Linked DNA regions of Sus scrofa: region 2 is linked to region 1. The links are chromatin contacts, called in public HiChIP or PLAC-seq maps. All regions are on one chromosome and are shown on one strand. Each heading gives the region's core, a stretch centred on a gene start, on an enhancer-like site or on the middle of the called end of the contact. The rest is flanking DNA. Distances are from core to core; before and after follow the strand shown.

Region 1 (4,230 bases), core at 1,276-3,775:
TCCCAGCAACTGCTGCAGTCTCCCCTTTGTCATGCACTCGACACAGATTTATGGAGGACGTACTCTGTGCCAGGCACTGTGCCAGGCGCCGGGGGTACAGAGATGAGCAAGACATGGTTCCTGCCCCGAGGAGCTCACAGTCTACCGAGGGAGACAGACACAGAAACAAACAATCACAAAACAGCGTGGCACACGAATGTGGCTTTACACGGGGTCTGAACAAAGGAGGAGGAACAGAGGTGGGAACGACAGATCCTGCCCTGGAGGACGCCACAGACACGCCACACCTGAACTGAGTTTTGATAACACGGAGCAGGAGGCAAGGAGACAGGAGCAGAATGCCAGGGTGGGAGAGGAGGCAAGGGCTATGGAATGGTAAGTGCACCCGCGTAGCTGCAGAATGAGGGGCTGGGATGGGCGGTGGGCTGTAGAAGATGAGGCAGGAACGCCAAGCTGGCCTGAGACAATGGAAAGCCTTAATCCCCAGCCGAGGCGTCTTGAAGGCAATAGGGAGTCATAGAAGGTTTTTAAGCATCAGTGACATGCCCCTCACCATTCAACTCCACAAACACTCATGAAGCACAGATGCTGGAGGATGCTGAATGCCCTTTCCCGCCCTCCGAGCTCCCGCCACGCACACGCTCTCGATGTCGATGAGGCTGCTGTGACGGCGGTTCCCTTCCTGGTCTAGTAGAGCCTTCAGCTCCTTGATCTGCTCAGCGAGCTCAGGATTCAAATCAAACTCCGCTGGGAATGCTGAGATCCAGTACCTGGTGGAGGCTCAGAGTCACCCAAGGCAAGCCCTTCTCCCACCATTCCTTGGGACGGTGGCTCCCCGAAAAGGGGGAAAGAGCCTCAAAATGGGGCTCCCCTCACCCAGCTCTTTACTTTCCGCCCCCCCCCCCCGGGCAGATCAGAAGACAGGACCCGGGCCAGGACCGGGAAGGGGCAAGCCCGGGGCAGCCCACCCACCATGGACAGGGCCAGCGTTCGAACCCACACGTCCAACTTCCAGAATGGGCTAGTTCAGGCCAGTCTGAAGCCTGAGAGAGTGGAGGAGAGGACAGAGACCCAAGAGGAAGACTCACCTGACCAGATGGCACGTTTTCACCTGCAGCGAACTGGAGTTGTCCTTCCGGGATTGTTGGTAGGTGAAGGAGAGTTAAGGAAAACAAGGATGGGGCCTTACCCTAGCAAGGGAGCCAGGGATGGGACCCGGGTTCTGGAGGGAGGCTGAGGGCAGCGACTGATTCTGGGAGAAACTCTGGGGGTGAGGTCTGGGGCCCGGTGAGGCTCAAGCTCCAGAAACAGGCTGAAGGCAGAGGCGAGCTTTGTGAGGGTACATGGGTGGAAAGGGGGCTAGGCTCTGGGAGAGGCTGAGAGCGGGACCTGGGTTCTGGGAGCAGGGACAGGTCCTAGGCTGTAGGGAAGGGGAGGGCGAGGCCTAGGTTGGGGGGCAGGGGGCGGGGCCTTAGTCCTGAGGGGCGGGAAGGGGTGGAGCCTATGCCCTCGAGGGAGCCTGGGCCAATCCCAGGACGTGGGAGGGGCCCACGATCTAGGACCCAAGCCCATCCTCTACCCCCACTGGGCAGCGGGGCGGGCGGAGCTAGTTTATGGACTCGGACCGCAGGGCCCTTGGCGTGGATGGCGAAGGATATATGTGGAGCAGTTTCGCCGCCAGCTGAGAGGAAGGGATGTACCAGGGGTGCATCATGAGGAACATACGCACCAGCTGCGGGTCCCGCACCTTCCCGGAGTCATCTAACTCCGAGGGGTCAAAGAGAAGCGAGGTGACCCTTGGTCCAGCAGCCGTGGTCCCTAAACCCTAGCCCGCAGCCTGCCGGGTATCTGGCCCTGGCCATCTCCCGCCTTCCCAAAGCTCCAAAACCAGGAGGCAGATTATAAAGACAAGGTCAGTTGGGAGAGGGATAAGGCAGGATCCAAGGAGAGAAGCGTCAGAGTGGGGCTCGCAGTCCGGAGGGGAACCAGCTGGGGCGGAAGAAGCCTGGGTTCCCCGGGGTCAAGAATCCAGAGGTCATTTCCTGAGTGCTGGGGGAAAGGGGCACCCCCTCACCAGATAAACCGCCCCCCATCAGCCGGAAACAGCTCCCAGGCCGGAGATAGCCAGTTCCTCCGGATCCCCCAGGGACACAGATACTGTTCCTCTGTGTGTCAGAGTCTGGGGACCCTGTCCCTCCCTTCAACCCTGGCATAATAAGGAAGGGACACATTTCATCTTTCTGCAGCATGTGGATCTCTCTGCCCTGTGATGAAGAGGAGACTTTCCCTAGAGGCTTTGGCACGAGGAACTGGGTGGGTCCGGGACAGAGGTCTGCCCTGGGAGGCAGGAGCCCGGGTTCAGGCTCCCGGCTGGGCTCAGGCTGGGTGTGTCCTCCGGTGCCACTCACCGAAAGCTTCGATGCAGCCACGGAGCAGCTCCTCCACGGTGCAGCCCTTGTCCAGGTCTAGGGTGCCCGCCATGGCCGCCGGCGGGGTAGGCTGGGCCAACTTGCGCTCCGGGAGCCTCCCACGGGGCTCGGACCGGACCCCTGTCCGGAGACAGGCAGAGCGGGAGTGTGAGGAGGCGCGGGCCGGGCGTGCGGCCCCGTGGGCAGAAACGGGGCGGGGCGTGCACGCCCCCTGCTGGGCAGGGGCGGAGTCGTCCGCCGCGGCCACTCCCGGGGTTAAACGGTCTGGTCCGGGATGGTGCAACCCACCAGTTGGGAAACAAACCGGCCGAGAAGCTTCCGGCCCACCCTTGGAGTCGCGGGAGGACTGAGGGACTCCCCGGGGATGGAGACGAGTCAGGACTCTGGGGGCTGGGTGGTGTCGCAGCCCCCTCTCCCCGTAGGCCCTCTCGTCCTCAAGTCCTCTCCCCAGAGGCACCTGCAGCACCCCGCAGCCCGGTTCTGCGCCCCTCCCGCTTCCCTCCCTCCACAGCTTCCCTTCCCCCGCAGGGTTATTTTGGGAACCCAGAGCCTGAGGGGACCTCGGAGGAATTTCTCCCTGGGATGAGAGGGGGGAGGAACCCAGGCGTCCTGCCCGCGTCGCCCCCTCTCGGGCTCCCAGGAAGGGGAGGCGGGGCTGTGGCAGCCCCCAGGGGCCTGCCCTTAGGAGGGGGGCTGGAGTGGAAAGGAACATTCCTGGGAGGGGGGGCGTGGGGGGGGGAGCCCGCTGCGGCTCAGAGGCGTCAGCGGGAAGCCTGAGCCTGGGAACCGCGCGCTCCCAAGCCACCTCCTCCGTGACGGCCCCAAGGATCCCGGCTCAGCCCTTCCGCAGGCCATCTTCATCCTCAGCCCCGACTCCTGACCCAGGCTCCCATACTGCACAGTCGAACTGAATGCACACACAGGCCGTCCACACTCGGGCACGCAGAGTAGGGTGGCCAGAAGGGGGCGCTAGTGCCGTGGGGGGTGAAGTGTGCCTGGTGGAGAGACTCCACCGGCAACTCCAGTCACTGGCAGAGTCAGACGCACCCGTGCAAGAGCAGACACCCATTCCATATACCCAAGGCCAGGAACCCCCCACTGGGGTGCCAGAGTTCTGAGGTTCACAAACAGCCCGGCCTCTGACAATTTCCTCCCATCCTCTCTCACACACACAATGGCCCTCAAACCGCGCACACCTGCACGAAGGAACCCCCGCACACATACCGAGCTCTCAACCCCAAAATGCAAACCCGCTGAAGGGGCCGGCTTCCGGACCTGCTGTTCACTAGAGCCAGGCCAGCCTGGAGCTCTGCAGCCACGACAGCACTGACATCCACACACGTGTGCACACACGCAAGACCGTGCACCTACACGCATGTACACTCTCCCACACATGAACACACCCCGTGGGTGCACACACACGCCCATTTCGCCCCCGCCCCCTTCATCTGCAGTATAGGACCAGCCCTGCGGTCCCAGCTCCCTGACAGTCCTCACCCCTGGACGCTGGCAGAGCCGTGCCTCACCGAAGGTACCCCGCCCCTACACATACTCCCCCAGGCCTGGGGTGGGAAGCCAGGGGCTCCTCTATGGAGTTCTCTGGTAGACTTTTCCTAGGAGCCACCCAGAGACATCGCCGCCTGGTTCTGCCGCTTCCTCGCTGTGTGACCTTGAGAGTCACTTGGCCTTGTACAGCCTCAATTTTCTCATCTGTCAAATGGGGGGGTCCGCCGGGGAAGGTCCCGCTGAGACGCGGCTAGGAAGACCTGGGTACGCTGCAGATGCCAACCCCTCCCGCCGT
Region 2 (4,230 bases), core at 1,055-3,554, 490 kb before region 1:
TTGGGAAGGCCACTTTTGCTGGGGGAAAGGTCTCACTCAGCTGAGAGCTGTTGTCTGTGGACTCCTGCGCAGTGGGGCGGGCCAGGTTCCCAGCGCCGGCAGAGGGGGCCTGTGCGGTTCTCTGCTGGGCGGTCTTCACAGTTCCCCCTTCCCCACCTCCTGTTGGTGGCCTCAAGGGTTTGCAATGGAGCTTGCTCTGCGAGCAAGTAAATTTTTTAGGTAAAGTCTCATTTCAAATAACTTGGCCTCTTCTTTATCAGACACCTAAAGAATCCTGTAATAGCGCAGAAGATCCAGAAGCTGATGGACGTGGGTCTGATCGCAATTCGGTGATGACATGTTCGTCATCCCCCTTCCCTTCGTCCTCCTGTGGAAAGAGGAGCTGGGACGGCGGCACGCAGCACGGAGCAGAAGGGAGAGGAGGGGAAACAAGCGAACAACTGCTATATATTTATACAGACCCCTGTGGACGATGCAGAGACTTACACTCCGTTACTCGTGCAGCCGCTGCCTCTGGGCCCTCCCGGCACACGCATGGTCTCTTCTGCTGCCCTCGAGTTCCATGTCTCCTTCCCCTGCCCCCAGTCGCTGTCTCAGCTGCTCTCCCATAGTTGGTTATTTTTTATTTGGGACAGTGGGCTTGTATGGGGAGGGGAGGGTGTGCTTCCCAACCTCAGGTCCCAGCTGTTCTCACATTGTTAACTCCACGTCCTCTTCTCCAATAAAACAAGCCAGTCAGGCGTGGTTATACAAGGCTGTGTCCCTAATTTTTATGCCAAAAGATTTTGCTGTCCTGCGGGGTCACAGCCTGGGTTGGCAGAAGTGTGAGTGCAGATTGGCTCCTGAGAACCAGAGCCTGTCTGTCTGTCCTCAAGGGGTGGGGTCTGTGTGAGCTTGACCTGGTTCCACAGCCTAGTGAGGTGGCCGCTAGGTGGTGCTGTTGCTCAGTGAACCATTGGAGGGAAATCGGAGGCTCCAGCCCAGAGAGGCCCAGCTCCTGAGGTTCAGATGAACTTCCAGTTCTCCACATTCTAATCTCAAATCCACAAACCAGTTAGACCCAAAGGATGCTGGATCTCACCCGTGAAACAAAACCAATTTCCATTGCAAGAGATGCTTCAGACCTCCCTTTTGGAGAGCTGAAGTCTGTCAGCTGCTGCTTGTTAAGTTTTACTTCTTAACTCCCTGCCCTGGACTGAGCCTGAGCACTTTATCATGGTTGCAACAAACTTTCTAAAACCTTGGCCTGGGGTTTCTTCTGGGGCTGGAATAAAACTTCCTCATTTGCTCCATGAGTGCAGCTTGTTGGTTAGGAAGCAGCTGAGGCCAGCAGCTGGCTGCACTTCCTGCAGCCTTGACTTTGCATAAACTGGCCCCTTGGGAATCCCCAGCAGGCCGCCTCACTCATTTGGGTGGCATAGTTCAAAAGCCACCTCCACAGGGATTCCTCTACCTTTGTTGCTACTGTCTCTTCAGGCTCTGTTCCATCCCCAAACTGATCATCTAGAAAGTTGGATTTCTGCTTGGGGAGTTCCCATTGTGGCACAGCGAAAACGAATCTGACTAGGAACCATGAGGTTGTGGGTTTGATCCCTGGCCTTGCTCAGTGGGTTAAGGATCCGGTCTTGCCATGAGCTGTGGTGTAGGTCGCAGACTCGTCCCGGATCTGGCATTGCTGTGGCCATGGCATAGGCTGGCAGTTGTAGCTCCAATTCAACCCCTAGCCTGGGAACCTCCATGTGCTGAGGTTGAGGCCCTAAAAGGACAAAAAACAAAGAATTTCTGCTTGGGAGCTGCTGGTGAATATAAGGCCTTGCTCCCAAAGCTCAGGTACCCGTGTGGGTGATAGGCAGGAAGATGATGGGCTGCCAGGAGTCTCCAAGTCCCGTGTGTGTATGGACTTAACAGGAGTGAGCCTCGTGGGCCCTGGCCTAGGGAAGCACGAGCAGGTGGTGCCACAGTGGCGGAAACAAGTCTGGAGCCTTAAGACCTGAAGGTGCGGGGCAGGCAGGTTGGGAGACATCAGGGCTAATTTCTGTTCAGCCACTCCCGTGGGCAGCTCTCTGGCTGACAGGTTTGGAGGTAGAAGTCCCTGCTTGGGCAGAAAAGACAAAGCGGGTATTTCCCTCGGGGTTGGGGGGCTTTCACGGATCTGCTTTGTGGTGATAAAGGGCCTCCTAGGCTTGAGCTGACTTGACCTGCCAAGTTCCCAAGCAACCCGGATCCCACCCACAGCTCCCCCTCTTGGCAGCAGAGTGATGCGTACAGCCCAGAGACCCCCCCACCTCATGACAGGTTGGAGATGAGAGATGGCTTTCTCTAGGGGAACATGATTTGGTAACTTCTCTGATTTGAATTGAGCTTTCCTCCAAAGGAAGGGACTCTTGGCGTGGTCTTGGGTCCCCAAGCCCCACTTGCTTCCTGTGCTCACTGGGAGCAAAGGCAGGGCCCCAGTGGAACCCTCACCGCCACCGCCACCTCCACCTCCCTACTGGCAGTTGCTTCCTGCACCCAGCTCCAGCCCGCCCTGGGGAGGGGCTGAGCCCGCCCTGTTCATGATAAGACGCAAGGGCTGCCCTCTGAAGAAAGCTCCAGAGAGAAAGCGGAGGGGAAAGAAGCGAGCAGTGGCCTGCAGGTGTGCGGGCTGAGGCCAGGAGTGGCTCACACCCTGACCCCCCACCAGCAACCCCACCCCCTTGCAGACAAGGTAAGTGGGTGGGAGGCCGGAGGCCCAAAGACCCTTGTCTTCCCCGGCCTCCCGGTGCCCCTCTGCCCAGCGTGCCTCTCTCCATGTGGCAGCCTGGACTTCCCACTGCCCTAGAGAGGCTCCGGCTGGTTTGGGGTGATGGAGCTGAGCTTTGGGCCTGATCCGGACTATTTTCTGACCTGGGTTTACAACCATTTCCAGGGTGGGCAGCTGCCAGTGTGGGCTTGGGGCCGGGCTACGGGCATGGAGCTGAGTCATCTTGAGGGAGCCCCTTCCTCTCTTACCCGCCCTCATCTTCCGTCTGGTACGAAGGGAGAGGGCTGGGTGACGTGGTCGCCGAGGGTCCCTCCAGCTCAACCATCTCCGCTCTGCCTGGAACGACTCGGCCCGTGTCTTGCTGCCGTTGGGGCGTTCTGGCCCGAGGGCTCACTCTCTCCCTCCCGCTTGCCCCGGGGAACCACGGGCGACCTGCCAGGCCCCGGTTGCCCACCCAGCGTCCTGCCCACCCTCCCGCAGAGCCACCGCAGCCATGGCGGGCATGCAGACAGCCACGGGGGACTACATCGACTCGTCCTGGGAGCTGCGGGTGTTCGTCGGAGAAGAGGACCCCGAGGCCGAGTCGGTCACCCTCCGGGTCACAGGGGAGTCGCACATCGGTGGGGTGCTCCTGAAGATTGTGGAGGAGATCAGTGAGTGCCCACGGGTCCCCTGGCACTTCCGGGCCGGCCCTGCTGCGCAGCTCTCGATAACAGAGTCGCAGTGACTCAGGCAGCAGCTTAATCATTTGGTTCCAAAAAAGATATTTCCCCAACTTAACTTCCGCTCCCTCCCGCTGTCTTTCCTTCCTCCCCTCCAACTGGCTTTGCTAAGACCCCAAGGGGCAGCCCCAGTCCCCCGTTCACCCACTTCTGGGCAGGAGAGGCCTGGCCTTGGGGGTCATTCTGGGGGTCTGAGGGGAGAGCAGAGGGGGCTCTTGGTGACAGGGACTCACTCCCACACCCTCTCCTCAGGCGGAAGCCCTCAGCAGGCTGGTGACAGGCCCAGCCTGGGTGGGAAGGCCCTGCCCCCACAGGAAGTTACAGCAGAGCGGCCTGTGGTATCAGCCTGGAAGGGAGCAGGCCTGGTGATGGGGGCTTCTCATCGCCTTTCTCTGCTGGGAGCGGGGGCGGCCCCTTCCTGGGAGGGCAGCAGGCCCACTCCGATAGCCAGAGCCGGAAGGCAGACCCACCGATAGGCCCAGGCAGCCTGGGTCCCAGGGCCCTTGCCCGTGGGGACAGGTGGATTCCTCAGACCAGCTGATGTGCCCTGCAGAGCCCAGGAGGGAGGTCGGTCAGCTTGTGGACAGCACGGGGCCCCGGGCAGCCCGGCCAGAGGCTGAGGTGGTGTGGGGAGCTTCTAGAAGGCAAGGCCCAAGGAGGCCGTGAAAGCAGAAGTGGAGACTGGCGGGTCCCTCAGGAGGCTGGGCGTCAGATGGAGACTCAGCAGGCCTGGCCTCGTAGGGCAGAGAGAACGAAAACCCGGTT

Evidence for each region. HiChIP or PLAC-seq counts read pairs in DNA pulled down with a chosen protein or histone mark.
Region 2: a contact with region 1 is called in an H3K27ac HiChIP or PLAC-seq map of alveolar macrophages. The contact joins the promoter of FERMT3 here to the promoter of RASGRP2 in region 1. A contact is called at or near these places in 1 of 5 promoter capture datasets (fetal skeletal muscle), 1 of 47 Hi-C or Micro-C datasets (embryonic fibroblasts) and 1 of 2 datasets of contacts at active chromatin or transcription factors (alveolar macrophages).

The regions. Positions count from the first base shown.
Region 1 is chr2:7,423,100-7,427,329 of Sscrofa11.1, reverse strand. RASGRP2 (RAS guanyl releasing protein 2) reads right to left here and starts at 2,525. Exons shown (of 17, transcript NM_001244158.1): 1 at 2,409-2,525; 2 at 1,659-1,761; 3 at 1,089-1,151; 4 at 639-770. The coding sequence starts at 2,481.
Region 2 is chr2:7,907,966-7,912,195 of Sscrofa11.1, reverse strand. FERMT3 (fermitin family homolog 3) reads left to right here and starts at 2,304. Exons shown (of 15, transcript XM_003122594.4): 1 at 2,304-2,707; 2 at 3,224-3,396. The coding sequence starts at 3,237. It overlaps STIP1 (stress-induced-phosphoprotein 1), which reads left to right. Exons shown (of 15, transcript XM_003353794.4): 15 at 261-753. The coding sequence ends at 333.